2 separate regions of the Sus scrofa genome follow, and region 2 is linked to region 1. The links are chromatin contacts, called in public Hi-C maps. All regions are on one chromosome and are shown on one strand. The core of a region is the stretch at or near the end of the contact, and the rest is flanking DNA. Distances in the headings are between cores, read along the strand shown. Region 1 overlaps CMSS1 (protein CMSS1). Region 2 overlaps CMSS1 (protein CMSS1).

Region 1 (6,288 bases), core at 2,277-4,776:
TAGTCCAGAATATTACTGTAGAGAAACTGGGTTTATCTTTACTTTTCAGTGCAGTTTGTTATTTACCCATTGACTAAGTTGAAGTAAAAAGAACTCAGAACTGTGATAATTACTTTCTTGTACTAATTGACTTTTGCTTTTAAGACAGAATAACGTTTGTAGGATTTTTTTTTTTTTTTGAAGCTTAAAAAGTGCTTTACTTTTTAAGTTCGATTCATCTTAATTACAAGATGTATTCCTAACAGGGGTTTTCTAGTCTTTTTTATGAAGATTTACAAAAGAGGGAGTACACTGGGTGGGAAACAAATCCACTACTTTGTGGTAGTGTTTCACACTCTGCTCTTGCAAAACTTTAAAGGAGTCTGAATCCTAGGAGAGATAAGATCAGGAGATTGTTGCATTTTAATATGCCCCCCCAACCCGTTCCCCAAAGATTTCTCAATACAGGCGGGATACAAAGTGTAGCTCACTTGGTTACATTCACCCTTCTATATTAAAAATTAAATCCCAAACGTTTTCTCCGTTGGAGAAAACTTTTTAAGTTCTGTGTGAGTTGGAAAGGGTTTCGAACCTAGAGTTCATTGGACGCGCTTTTCGAAACCTGTCTGCAGTTCATGATGCATAACTTTAAAAGCCACCTACAGACTGCCTGGCTCTCAGACAGCAATCCCCTTGCTGGAGCAGAGGGGCTCTCCCGGGCTTACCTGAGTCGCCTGCGCCGGGGCCGGGCGGGGGCCGCAGTCGCTCGTCTCAGTGAGCGGGCTGTGCGCGCTCCGGGAGTCGCCCGAACAATGCGAGCGGGGCGCCGAGCGCGCCCAGCCTATGGGCGTTACGTCACTGCGCTGCCTTATAAGGCACTCCGCGTGTGCGGCGCGGGCGGCGGGGGCGCTGGTGACAGCCAGACCCGCGGCGGCGGCGCTGCAGCGCGCTCCGGCTCCGCCGATGTTGTGACCGTGTGAACAGACCGTCGGTCCCGGCTCCCTGTGGAGGGGAATGGGCGGCGGACGCTGGCGCCCTCCTACTGGGCTAATCGAGTCTTCGAGGGTCATGGTCGATCTGCTTGTAATTCTTCCCCCTCTGGGGTTCTAGAGCTTATGTTATTGCGTGGGACTCTTAAATACACATCCTGTTACTCTTAATTAAGCTTTTGTAAATACATTTTTGTTATTTTGCTTTTTGTTTGTTTTTTGGTTGCGGGGAAGGCGGGGTGGTGGGGGGAGAGAAAGAAAACCAGAAGTCAGCTTAACCCCCACCCCTTCCCTCTCTCTCTCTCTCTCCATCTTCGGGAGTGATTTAGACTTCAAACCTCTTTCCTCTTTGTAAAGAGTAGGGGTCCTCAGAGGATAGTATTTTATTTCCTGATGATGTAACTACCAAACAATTCTTCAAGTAATGATGGGAAGGCCAGATGAAATCTTTTTTTTTTTTTTCAGTGTTTTTCCTGAAAGAACCTCCTCCTTCCTCATTTCTGCATGCCTATGTTTTAACGAAAGTAGTTAAAACTAATTAGTTTATTTGGCAGGGAAAATATTAAAGAAGTTAAATGCTTTGTGCTGTACTTTCAAGACAAAGTTTAAAAATAGAACTTTAGAACTATTTTAATCCATTTGTTTTCTTCTACCACCACACAAAATAAAATAAAGACATGAGAAGAAAAAAGAAACTGACCAAATATGACTGAATTAAGCCTGTTACCCTTTACTCTGGGGCAGATTTACGTGTGTAAATCCTTTTTATGGTCAATGAGAATCAGCCTCCTAATTGCTTTGCACATCAATACAAGAATCTCTAAAGTCCTAGCCAAACTCTGAATCTGCTAAATAAATTAGAGACATGGCTGCCTCATTTGGGAGCTTCAAATAAACTGAGTAGTTTAAATAACTTGAGTCTATTTAATTTTTAAAATTACATTAAAATAGGATTGCTTCCTATTATGATGTACATATGTCTATAGAATTATTGTTTCCATATGTTTTGTCAAACAGAAATAATGAAAATAGTCAGCATGCTTCTTTAGTGTGGAGTGGAGAAAAGCTTGTTACAGAGAATTTACAGTTAGTGAAAATGGTGTGGAGGAAAGATGCAGGGCACAAAAATAAATATGTGTCATCTGTAATAGAATGTGGGCTCAATTTGACAGTTCTAGATCACTCTACCTGTGTACTAAGAAGTCTATTAAACTAACACCTGCTCTTCATATATATTGTTTCAAGAGAAGTGATTGACCATATCCTTCAGCCGAACTCAAAGTTTAATATTTGAAGTTTTGTATTAACATTTTAGATGTTGGTTTGTTAATTTTAAGTGTTACTCTTTATACTTGTGAGGTGTTTCAGTCTTTTTAGTCTTCTGTGCTTAGCTTGTACGTACTAAACATCCTTTGAGATTTTTATGCTAGATTTGATTTATTTCACATGAGGTAAAATGGCTGTCATGAAAGTTGCATAAAGCCTAAATACCTGAATCTCAGCTCCAAACTAGTAACATAAAGTACCTCTACCCAAAACTAGCATTTTATAAGTTGTTCTGCCTCCTTTACCCTCTGATGGATACAGAAGCTTCCTAACATTTGATGCTACATTTTTATATCTTTCTTAAATTTTTGTACTCATGCTTTGCATTGATGTTCATGTTTCTGACCTCCCAATTTCCATATAAAATATGTTAGTATTATTTCCACCTTTTCTTTAGCTGAAATAACTGAAGACTAGAGAAGTTAAATGGGTAAAAGACTTCTCTTGAAACAAGAGAAAAGATTAGGACCCTACTCCTGTGTTCCTTGCCTGTGCTATGTTACTCCCTGAAGCACTGGTACTGACCCAGCTATAACTCAGTGTTCCAGCTGAGGTTGTGGTATGTGACCACTGTCGTTAGGAACCAAGAATAACTCTCATTTGTTGAGTTTTTAGTTCATACCAGTCACTATGCTTAGTGCTCTACATGCACTCCATCATTTAATCTGTCCAACACATTTTGAGGTAGTATTAGCCATACTTTTCAGATGAGGAGATCCATTTGGAAGGGTAAAATTGCTTGACCAAGTTCACACTGCTAGTAAAGAAAGCAGAGATTTGAACCAGTGTTATATACAGCCTTAGTCTTGAGGATTTGCTCAGAATCTCTCAGAGGTGTTGTTAAGACGTGTTGATTTAACTGAGAAGTTTCTATCTTTATTTTCCAGACTAGATGTAGAACTGGGAAAAAACTAAGACTCGGCCTCTTTGGAGGCCACATACCAGAGCCACCCTGATTGTGCACTAAATAACCCTTGGGAGTGTTGTTTTACATTGGAGACATTGTGAATTAACATACTTACTAAGATAGTTCTCTTGAGGATGTTGGCAACATGTTCTATTAAAGTTAGAGTATTATAACAGTTTTCCAGCATATAAAAATCAAGGGTCTTGAAGAAGGGGTCTTTATCAAACTGATACAAGGATACCCTGTGTCTTTTATTGCGCACTCTAGCCAGCCATTGGCATTGTGCAGCATTGGCCACATGAGTCAATGAGTCGACAGACATTTATCTCTTTCCCTCTTCTTACAACATCCTCTTTGTGATGTAATTTTTGTTCTCTTAGCCCTGACATATATTTATTGTGAGAAGAATAGAGTTAATGACCATTGCGCCTCAGTCCTGGCTGAGGAAATTTTACTTTTCCACTGAAAATTTTACTGTCCAATTGCTATGTGACTCCTCCAAATTTATCATCAGGAATTTCCTACAAATGATTATACCTACAAATTAAAGTCCTTTCTACAGTTAGTAATCTGAATTTATTATCTAAAAATTAGATCTAAAAAGTTAGCTTTGGCATTTGGAAATGGTACAAAGGAATTTTTCTACCAAGCTAATTGTTTTCCAGTGTGAAAGGAGGATTTGTAGGTGACAAGCTTGGAAACTAGGATGTACCAATTTGATTGAACTATATGATGTCAGTTTTGTTAGTCAAAAACAGTTGAATGTCAGCAATTTCCCATGGTTCATGCTAATAGCCCGGAGGTTATTGCAGTGACCACAGCAACAGGTGTTATTAATAATGTCCACAATGTCATCATTATTTAACTGTTTTAAAATACTATTAACATATTACTAAGCATGTCAGAGCCAGTTTCTCTTTGTGAAGTGACTGCTCTTATTTTCTTTCTTGTCCTGTCTCCCCATCTTTGTTTCTTCTTGTGACAGTGAAATCTTTTAGTTATCTAAATAAGCACCAGAGAAGCATTATTCATAATTAGCTGAACTTTTCCTTCAGCTGCCCACAATTTGCACTACTAGTTCTTTCCTCAAGTTAAGAGCGATATGCACCGCTCTCTGGAAGCTCTGCTTCAAACTTTAGGATGATAAAGCTAACTTTGAATGACACACTTGCCCCTTTGCCTCTGTAAAAGAGTATATGTGGAAACACTGTAACATGCAACAAAACCCCAACAATTGTTATTGTGGGCATGGCCCTGTTATGAAAAGCTGAACGGAGTCAGTCAGGACAGATCCAGGGTAATGTAAAAAGTGGCAGAATGCTGTGGTCCTGCACTGTATTAGGCTACAGTTGGATTAACCAGAGTGTGAGCCTTTAAAGGTGCTAAGGTATTCCACCTGACAGAACATTCTAACGCCTCATGGGCAGCCTTCTTGCAAAATGGCTTTGCCTCTGAACTTGGGTAAACCTGCCATGGAGGTAGTGCTGGTCTCTTTTTTGCTGCCACAGAATGTAGGAGGAAAGCTGAAAGGACTGAGCAACTGTGGAACATGGAGCCAAAAGGAAAGTCTGTGGGTGAAAGCAGCTTCTCTCTGTGCCAGGGATGATCAGTTTTCTGACCAGCCTCTTTCATTCACTCTTTTTTTCTGTTCTTCAGGTGGTATCTGCCTAGCTCTGTACACATAAATGCGCACACAAAATATACCTCATCACCACCCAGCATAGCACTTACACTGTGTACTGAGGGCTTTATACGAGCAGTTAATGAGCTGCAGTGAACTTGAATTTATATATAGACCATCTCACTCTTTTCTGTAGCCCAGATCTCCTGGCCAGGCCTCCATAGCCCTCGAAGTTTCCAGAGGCTCTTCAACTAGTCCTATTCTTACTTCAGCTGACTTTGCTTTTAGAAAAGGACCAATACCCTTTGAAAATTAGCTCAGGCAAATTACAGCAACAGTGGCAGTGGTGATATTAGGGGACGGGAAACCCTTTATTAACATTAAAGTGAATGCTATTTTTGTGGTTTTAAAAATTAATTTAAAAGTAGTTCACGGAGTTCCTGTCCTCGCGCAGTGGTTAACGAACCCAACTAGGAACCATGAGGTTTCGGGTTCAATCCCTGGCCTCGCTCAGTGGGTTAAGGATCCAGCGTTTCCGTGAGCTTGGTGTAGGTCACAGATGCGGCTCGGATCCCATGTTGCTGTGGCTCTGGCGTAGGCCAGCGCTACAGCTCCGATTAGACCCCTAGCCTAGGAACCTCCATGTGCCGCGGGTGCAGCCCTAGAAAAGACAAAAAAAATTTTTAAAGTTTTTTTAAATTAAAAAAATAAAAATAGTTCAGTGCCCATGTCATAATTTGGAAAATGCAGAAAAATAAAAAAGACATTTAACAAGCCCATGTATTGTATTTTCTTTTAATTTTTTACCAAGCATTTGTAAAGCATAATTGTCTTCCTACTGTGGGCTATATGTGTGTATTATGTCTTACTTTTTACCTTTATAATATGTATTTTAATTATGTTCCTGGCTTTCCTGTAGACACTGGGTCATTTAAAAGTGTATATTTGCATATTTTCCCTAGAAATGGTAGTCACAAAGCTAAACACTGCCTGCCGTCCCACTGAATTGCCATGGTTTTTGATCTTCAATGAGTGAAACATGGACGTCTGTATTTAATGGAGACTCTTCTGTTGATCAGAAACCTCCTGTTCTTGGTTTGCATAGGATACTAAAGGGACCTTGTCAACTAGTTTGTACTCCATGTCTTTTTTAAGTAATGCCTTTTTTTTTTTCCTTTTTACGGCCGCACCTGTGGCATATGGAAGTTCCCGGGTCAGGAATCGAATTGGAGCTGCTGGGCTTACACCACAGTCATGGCAACACCAGATCTAAGCCACAGCTTGTGGCAATGCCAGATCCTTAACCCGCTGAGCAAGGCCAAGGATTGAACCCATATTTTCATTGAAACGACATGGGTCCTTAACCCACTAAGCCACAGTAGGAACGCTAAGTAATGAATTTTTAAAGAAACGACTCTGACAGATTTTTCTGTATAGTTGTGAAGCTTGATTTCAGGCCACATATT
Region 2 (6,288 bases), core at 2,659-5,158, 46 kb before region 1:
TGGATACAAGATGGAGTGACTTCAAATTAGGTTGTGTTTGAGAAGCAGAATGGGAGTGTAGACTAGATATCAAAAATTATACCTGATTCTGTAGATAGTGTATGTATGTAGTGGGGGAATAGTAAGGACATAGGTTAGCAAAGACACATTATGGAAGTAGAAATGTATTAATATTTAATAGTTAACATACGAGGCTTGAGAGAGGAATCACAGATGGGTTGAATGATTTGGACTGGGAAAGTGGGTTTTGGTGTATAAAGGAGTAAAGGCTTGATTTAGTTCATATTTGCTTAGAAATACACTCTTATTTTCTTTTATTTGGGAAGAACACTCCTTGAATATGAATACTCCTTGGTAAAGAGATGGGGACAATGTCTCAGCTAATAACTATAGCTCTCTCATAATCCACAATGATGGTGATGATGACTTCCTCTTTTATTGCATCATCCTTTTCTTGCTATGAACTCAAAGACAGAAATCTTTTAAAAATGCATTGTAGTGTTCACCATAGATTTGTAATATCGCTTTTCATGGAAACCTTTCTTATGTTGTTTTTCATTCTATAGAAATTTGTTTCCACATTTTATTGTACTGATAAAGTACAATAAAGTAAATACTACACAGCCCTGGCTAAAAATATGAGTCCTTCAATTAAGGCTAAACTATATGGGGAATATGCTTCCTTTTGGTACAGTCAGCCTTCTCTATGCCTAGGCACTAGTTGAGTTTTGAGGCTTTAGTGTTCTTACTGATTTTTTTTTTTTTTTTTGGTACTTAATCCTAAATATAGCAAATGAAATGTTGATACTCCGATATCATTCTCCTGCCAGGAGAGAATCAGAGATTCAGGCTCTTCATTTTAGCATTATTTTAACAATGAAAAATGGACACAGTTTAAGACTCTAACAAGCCAGATAGAGTAAGTGAATTATACTATAATCACATGAAAATATTATGCTATCTTTAAATAATGATGCTTTTGAAAATATAGGGAAATAATTAGAAATGTTAAAAGCAGGCTTTAAAACTGTATACTTGCTTTAACTATGTATCTTTGAACAGAAAATACTAGAAAAAAAAATACACCAGTGCTATCAGTGGTTAACTCTGGTTAGTAAAGTTATAGATGCTTTTTTTTTTCTTATATCTTCTATATTCTCTACTTTCTGTAATAAGTATTCAGTTTTTAAAAGCAACACTAAGTTATATTAAGGCATAAAAAAAGAAAGGAAATGCTTCAGAGACCAGAACATTTCTGTAAACATCGACCATATTCTTCAAACCATGAATAGCAGCTGCAGTTGAAATCATAATACAAGTCAGCTGATCTTATAACCATAGCATTGATAATACACTTTCCAAGATAGATTTCAGTGATGTCCTTTAACTTTGTCAAGATTTAGGTTGGTTGTCCTATTTAGTGTACAAAAATCTATGTTGGGAGCCTACTTAAATTGTCGATCCCTGGGCTTTTCCTCTAGAATCTATATTCACTTTCTATGGAGGCATCCAGGAATTCACATATTTAATAAACCTCAGGGTGATTTATCTGATGCATGTGGTCAGCCTAACATACTTTGATAAACACCGCCATAGTCAAACCTCATTTAAATGTAAACGTTGAGTTTTCTTTTCACCTGGAACTCTGACCTGCCTGTATATGGGAGGGTCAACACTGTGGATGGCCAGGGTTTCATGGCCCAGTGGTCTTACATGCCCACCAGGACCACCTGAGGGGCTTAAAACAATGCAGGTGCCTATATCCCATCTCAGAATCTACTGACTCAGATTGTCTAGGAGTGTGATATGAATACCATAGGTTATTACGAACTGAAATCTGTCCAGTAAACTAATTGGTATGGAACGCAGTATTGGCGGGCCTTGTTTATTGTAAGCTGTATTGATATATGTTGGCGAAGACAATATGACTTGAAATGGTGGTCATTGGTAGAGTCAGCTGCCTGAGAGTTACTGGGCTCCCATTGTTTCTACATCTTTGCTGCTGCAATTAATTTTGTGTTTTCTTGATAACTCTTGATTTCACTTTGTAGTTTTTACCTCTAGATGGCAGCAAAGGCTGGTTATATTAGGACAACTGTTATTCCAAAATCTTTAAAAAAAAAAAAAAAAGATGCTGTCTTTTTTTCTTGTATGAATTTTATACTTGGACGTGTTTCAGTAAATGAGGTATAGTGCTTTAAAATGTGTCATCTCTTGGAACATTTTTATAGAACATTATGTCAAATAGATTCAAGAAAGTTTTATCCAAATTTGGAGTGCATGGTGCAAGAGGAATCCATGCATATGGCTCTTTTAAGACCACACAGTGAATGTTCTACTAAGAGTTGGAGGCTCCTGGGTTTCATCAGAAAGCAGATGTCTTAGAAGATATTTAGCAAGTTGGAAAGCTCATTCATAGAAGAAAAGAATTTTTTTTTTTTTTTAATGTTTAAAACTCAGTTCAAAATGGAGATTGGGATTTGGAATGGATTGCAGGTCTGAAAAATGCTGAGTTCAGTGAGGCACAGGCCTTAGTTTTATTTAGGGAACAGTAGAAAGAAAAGGAGTAGTTATTAAATTTTTAAAATGTTAGCTTGTTTTGTCCATAGGTTCTTAAAATAAACTGAGCAATCTTTAAGACTCCCTGGTTCCAGGAAGTCATTAGACGGCAGTGAGCTTTAGTGCCCTCCCCTCAAAAAAAAAATTACCAAAAAGTAACAATTTTTTATTCAAAATCTTAATTCTGTAACTCAGTTTCTACTTGATCCTTATGCTCCTTCCCATTATCATGGAGGGCCAACATCCAAAAAAAAATCAGCATTTTTGGGGAAGCTATCAGATCCTAGTTAGACAGCTGGAGTCAGGATGTTTCCTTTTCTCTAAATGAAATTAATTTTGTAAGTGCTTTGAACTTTTTGGATATGTATTGGCAACATAATGTGTAACAAGGCTGTATTCACTCAGGAGTGTTCCTAACTCCAGAGACTGCCAGGCCCCTCATTACACCTTTAGCTCTAGAGGTTGAAAGGCTCAAGACTCTCAAAGACCTTGGGTCGTTTTCACTTGTGATCATTGGAGTGGTACAGGGCTGCCTTACTCCCTCAGGAACCCAGCTGTGGAATGCTTGGTCAAGGCCATGTGTTATCAGAATGACAGTGTTTTGTATTTTTGTTTTTATCTTTGTTTAATGGGAAAGTACATAAGTAATGATGATGGATATGATGATGAAAAGGAGGAAATACTAAACTGAAATGAAAATATCTTTGAAATATTGTTGCCTTCTTTTGTGTATTGTTTGGTAAATCACTGGTAACTTATTTTTTTAAAAAAGAAACTAACAGATAATGAATCTGGCAAATAGCCCAGAGTTTCATATGCTGCTTCAGCTTTTTTCTCTTCGTTTTCTCAGAACTTCCTCATTATACGATAAAATTTTATCACTAAAGATTTTATAGTTTTATATGACAAGGGATCCTTCAAAAGGAAACTGTAGTTTGATTAGCTACAGTAGTAGTTAGTGTAGTTCCAGCTAACCTCTTGTGAGAGGATATTTGGTTTTAAAGAGAACTGCCAAAGTGCTATGGTTTATATTTAAGAGTTGCCAGTTTCTTATGTGAAGAAAGGTTAGAGGAAATTGATGGTTTTATTTTATAATGTAACCTGTTTTTTTCATTGGTTTTTGTTTGTTTGTTTTTTCTTTTTAGGGCTGTATATGGATGTTCCCAGGCTAGGGGTCGAATCAGAGCTGCAGCTGCCGGCCTATGCCACAGCCACAGCAACTCAGGATTTGAGTCGCATCTGCGGCCTGCGCCACAGCTCATGACAACACCAGACTCTTAACCCACTCAGGGAAGCCAGGGATTGAACCCAAGTCGTCATGAATACTAGTCGGGTTCGTTACCACTGAGTCACAATGGGAACTCCTAATGTAACATGGTTTGTGGTTGTAACTAGTCACCTCTCAATCTCTTTGTAGTAATTACACCATGGGCAATGAGGGCAATCCAAGAATAAGCTTTGAAATACAGTTTTCAATAATCCTTCCTAATCTCAGTGCTTCTATTTTGGAACATCACATGTAGAAATAGAATGTTAAAATATACTAACCTTGTTGTCTTATTTATCCCCTTCCCATTTATTCATGAGATTTTTCACCTCAGCTTTTTTTCTTCTTCTTTTGTTTTGGTACCCACTCCCCTTCTTTCTCATTCTTTCATTTGTACCCATGTGAATTTTAAAAAGTTATTCATCAGGCTTGTATCTTACAGCAGCCTAGGGTTAGTTGCTAGAGCCGAATAGACCTGGGTCGGTCTCCATTCCAGTTCTGGCACCAGCTAGCTGTGTGTTCTTGAGCTGGCCAGTTAGCCTGTGCAGACCTTAGTTTCCTCATCTTGTAACCCTTACTTGGGGATTGAAATACCTACTTGCGACTTCTCCAATGGGTAGACATACTGTGTAAGAAAGTCCCTGGCACATCCAAAGTGTTAGTTATTATTAATGTCAACGTTATTATCTTTGTCTTTGTCTTTATATCTGTTAAGATGCCTATTTCTCAATCACAATCATAACTTACCTTCTTTGGTTATTTTACCTTTCTTTTCTTTTTTTTTTTTTTTTTTTCCGCTTTATCCTTTGTTCTCCCATCTCTCCAGTTAATTATTGGAGACATGTTGCTAAGCATAGCAATTGTGGCAGCTAACCACTGGGGCTGTGTTTCTAATCACATCTAGCCCAGAAAAGAACCCCTTCACACATCCTTTTCCCTCTTTATCCTACTTAGTCTATTCGTTATGAGCTTTTCCTTTTTAGAGTTCACCTGAGAACATTATTTTCTACTCTTTTGTGTCTTTTCCTATCTTTTAGTTGTTCAAAAAATGAAGGAGTTATACCAGCTATGAAGTCCTTTGACCCTGACATTCAGTGATTCTGTGAAAAGAACAAATGCAGCTGTGACCACCCAGGTGTGTTGTGAGACCTGCTCATCTTTATTGAGCACCTGCTACCAGCAGTATTTAGGTCTTGATAATGCAGAACAGTGGTTCTTAAATTTTATAAGCCCAAGAATGACTCAGACTGCTTATTAAGATGCAGATTCCCTGCACTGGAGTTCATAAATCTGGGTATGTGGAAATCTGTGGAGTCTTAGGTAATTCTGCTAAAGGTGATCAGTGACTGCAGTTTGAGAAACATTGATAGAAAGTTTCAAAAGTAAATGATAGGAGTTCCCACTATGGCACAACAGGATCTGCAGTATCTCTGCAGAGCCAGGGTACAGGTTTGACCCCTGGCCTGGAACAGTGGGATCACATCACAACTGCAGCTCAAATCTGATCCCTGGCCCAGGAACTCCATATGCCATGGGATGGCTAAAAAGGGAAAAAATAAATTTAAAATTTAAGTTTTTTTAAAAAGAAAGTAAATGATAGCTGATTCTTGCTCTCAAGAGATTATAATATAAGAGGGGTAACAAGTAATTATAACAAGAGGCAAAATGAAGTGCTATAATAAAGGTACGAACAAAGGTGTTTTGGAAACTCAGAGGAAGATTGAGAAAAATAGTTTTCTGGAAGAGTTGGCACTTGAGATAGGAGTCAGATTTCAATACAAGGAACAAAGAGAGAAGAACATTACAGCCATAGGAACAGCATGAACAAAGGTACAGTGTTAGAAGGCCTGATGGTATGTGGGAGGAATATGGGAGGATGGTCAATACTATATTCTGATGAGTGTGCAGATTATGTCCAGAGTTTCAAAGGGAGATGAGGTGAGCTATGGAGGCCTGGGAGAAGTGCTATTTTGAAGGGAGGGACTAGAGGATTGCCATAATCAGGACAGTGTTGTAGAAGGATCACCAGCAACAAAAGTAAAGAGTTGAGGGGTTAAGTGTAGTAGATTAACTATCTTAGTAGCATCTGTACTGAGGTCTGGATTTGGGGAGTTGTTGCACAAATGAAAGGGGGAGGGCAGAGGAAGAAATAGGCAGAGTGGCTGATTGGATCTGGGGGATGAGCAGAAAAGTGGAGAATGGCACCCAGTTGTTGAACCTGGGTGACAGGGAAGGCGGTGGACCTTACCAGAAGTTAGACAAAGAGCAATCCAAAGGTGACAGTGTGCTGAGGAGTGGGGCCCATGCCAAGTTTGAAGTGTAATTGGACCTTCTATATGGAAGGGTTTGGTGGGCATTGAAAGCTTGGAGATGTTGCTTTGAGAATCGTTATAGAAAAATTGTTGATACCATTCAAGTAGCTGAGACAGCCTAGGGAGAAAATTTAATTCCTCCTCACCTGC

What was found. Hi-C and Micro-C count contacts between places; a contact is called where the count stands out from the background.
Region 2: a Hi-C map of alveolar macrophages shows a contact between it and region 1, with 2.3 times the contacts expected there. The contact joins two enhancer-like sites. A contact is called at or near these places in 1 of 5 promoter capture datasets (liver), 3 of 47 Hi-C or Micro-C datasets (alveolar macrophages, embryonic fibroblasts and skeletal muscle) and 2 of 2 datasets of contacts at active chromatin or transcription factors (alveolar macrophages and skeletal muscle).

What each region holds. Positions count from the first base shown.
Region 1 is chr13:159,129,144-159,135,431 of Sscrofa11.1, reverse strand. The region is part of intron 1 of CMSS1 (protein CMSS1); the gene reads left to right. All of the region lies in intron 4 of FILIP1L (filamin A-interacting protein 1-like), which reads right to left. Among named protein-coding and RNA genes, the nearest start is that of CMSS1, 60 kb to the left of the region's middle. Within about 2 kb of position 3,526, at least 4 of the 83 cell types and tissues checked have an H3K27ac peak or open chromatin away from gene starts, as enhancers often do. A contact at or near this core is called in alveolar macrophages, where this site is marked.
Region 2 is chr13:159,175,866-159,182,153 of Sscrofa11.1, reverse strand. The region is part of intron 1 of CMSS1 (protein CMSS1); the gene reads left to right. The region is part of intron 5 of FILIP1L (filamin A-interacting protein 1-like); the gene reads right to left. Among named protein-coding and RNA genes, the nearest start is that of CMSS1, 13 kb to the left of the region's middle. Within about 2 kb of position 3,908, at least 17 of the 83 cell types and tissues checked have an H3K27ac peak or open chromatin away from gene starts, as enhancers often do. A contact at or near this core is called in alveolar macrophages, where this site is marked.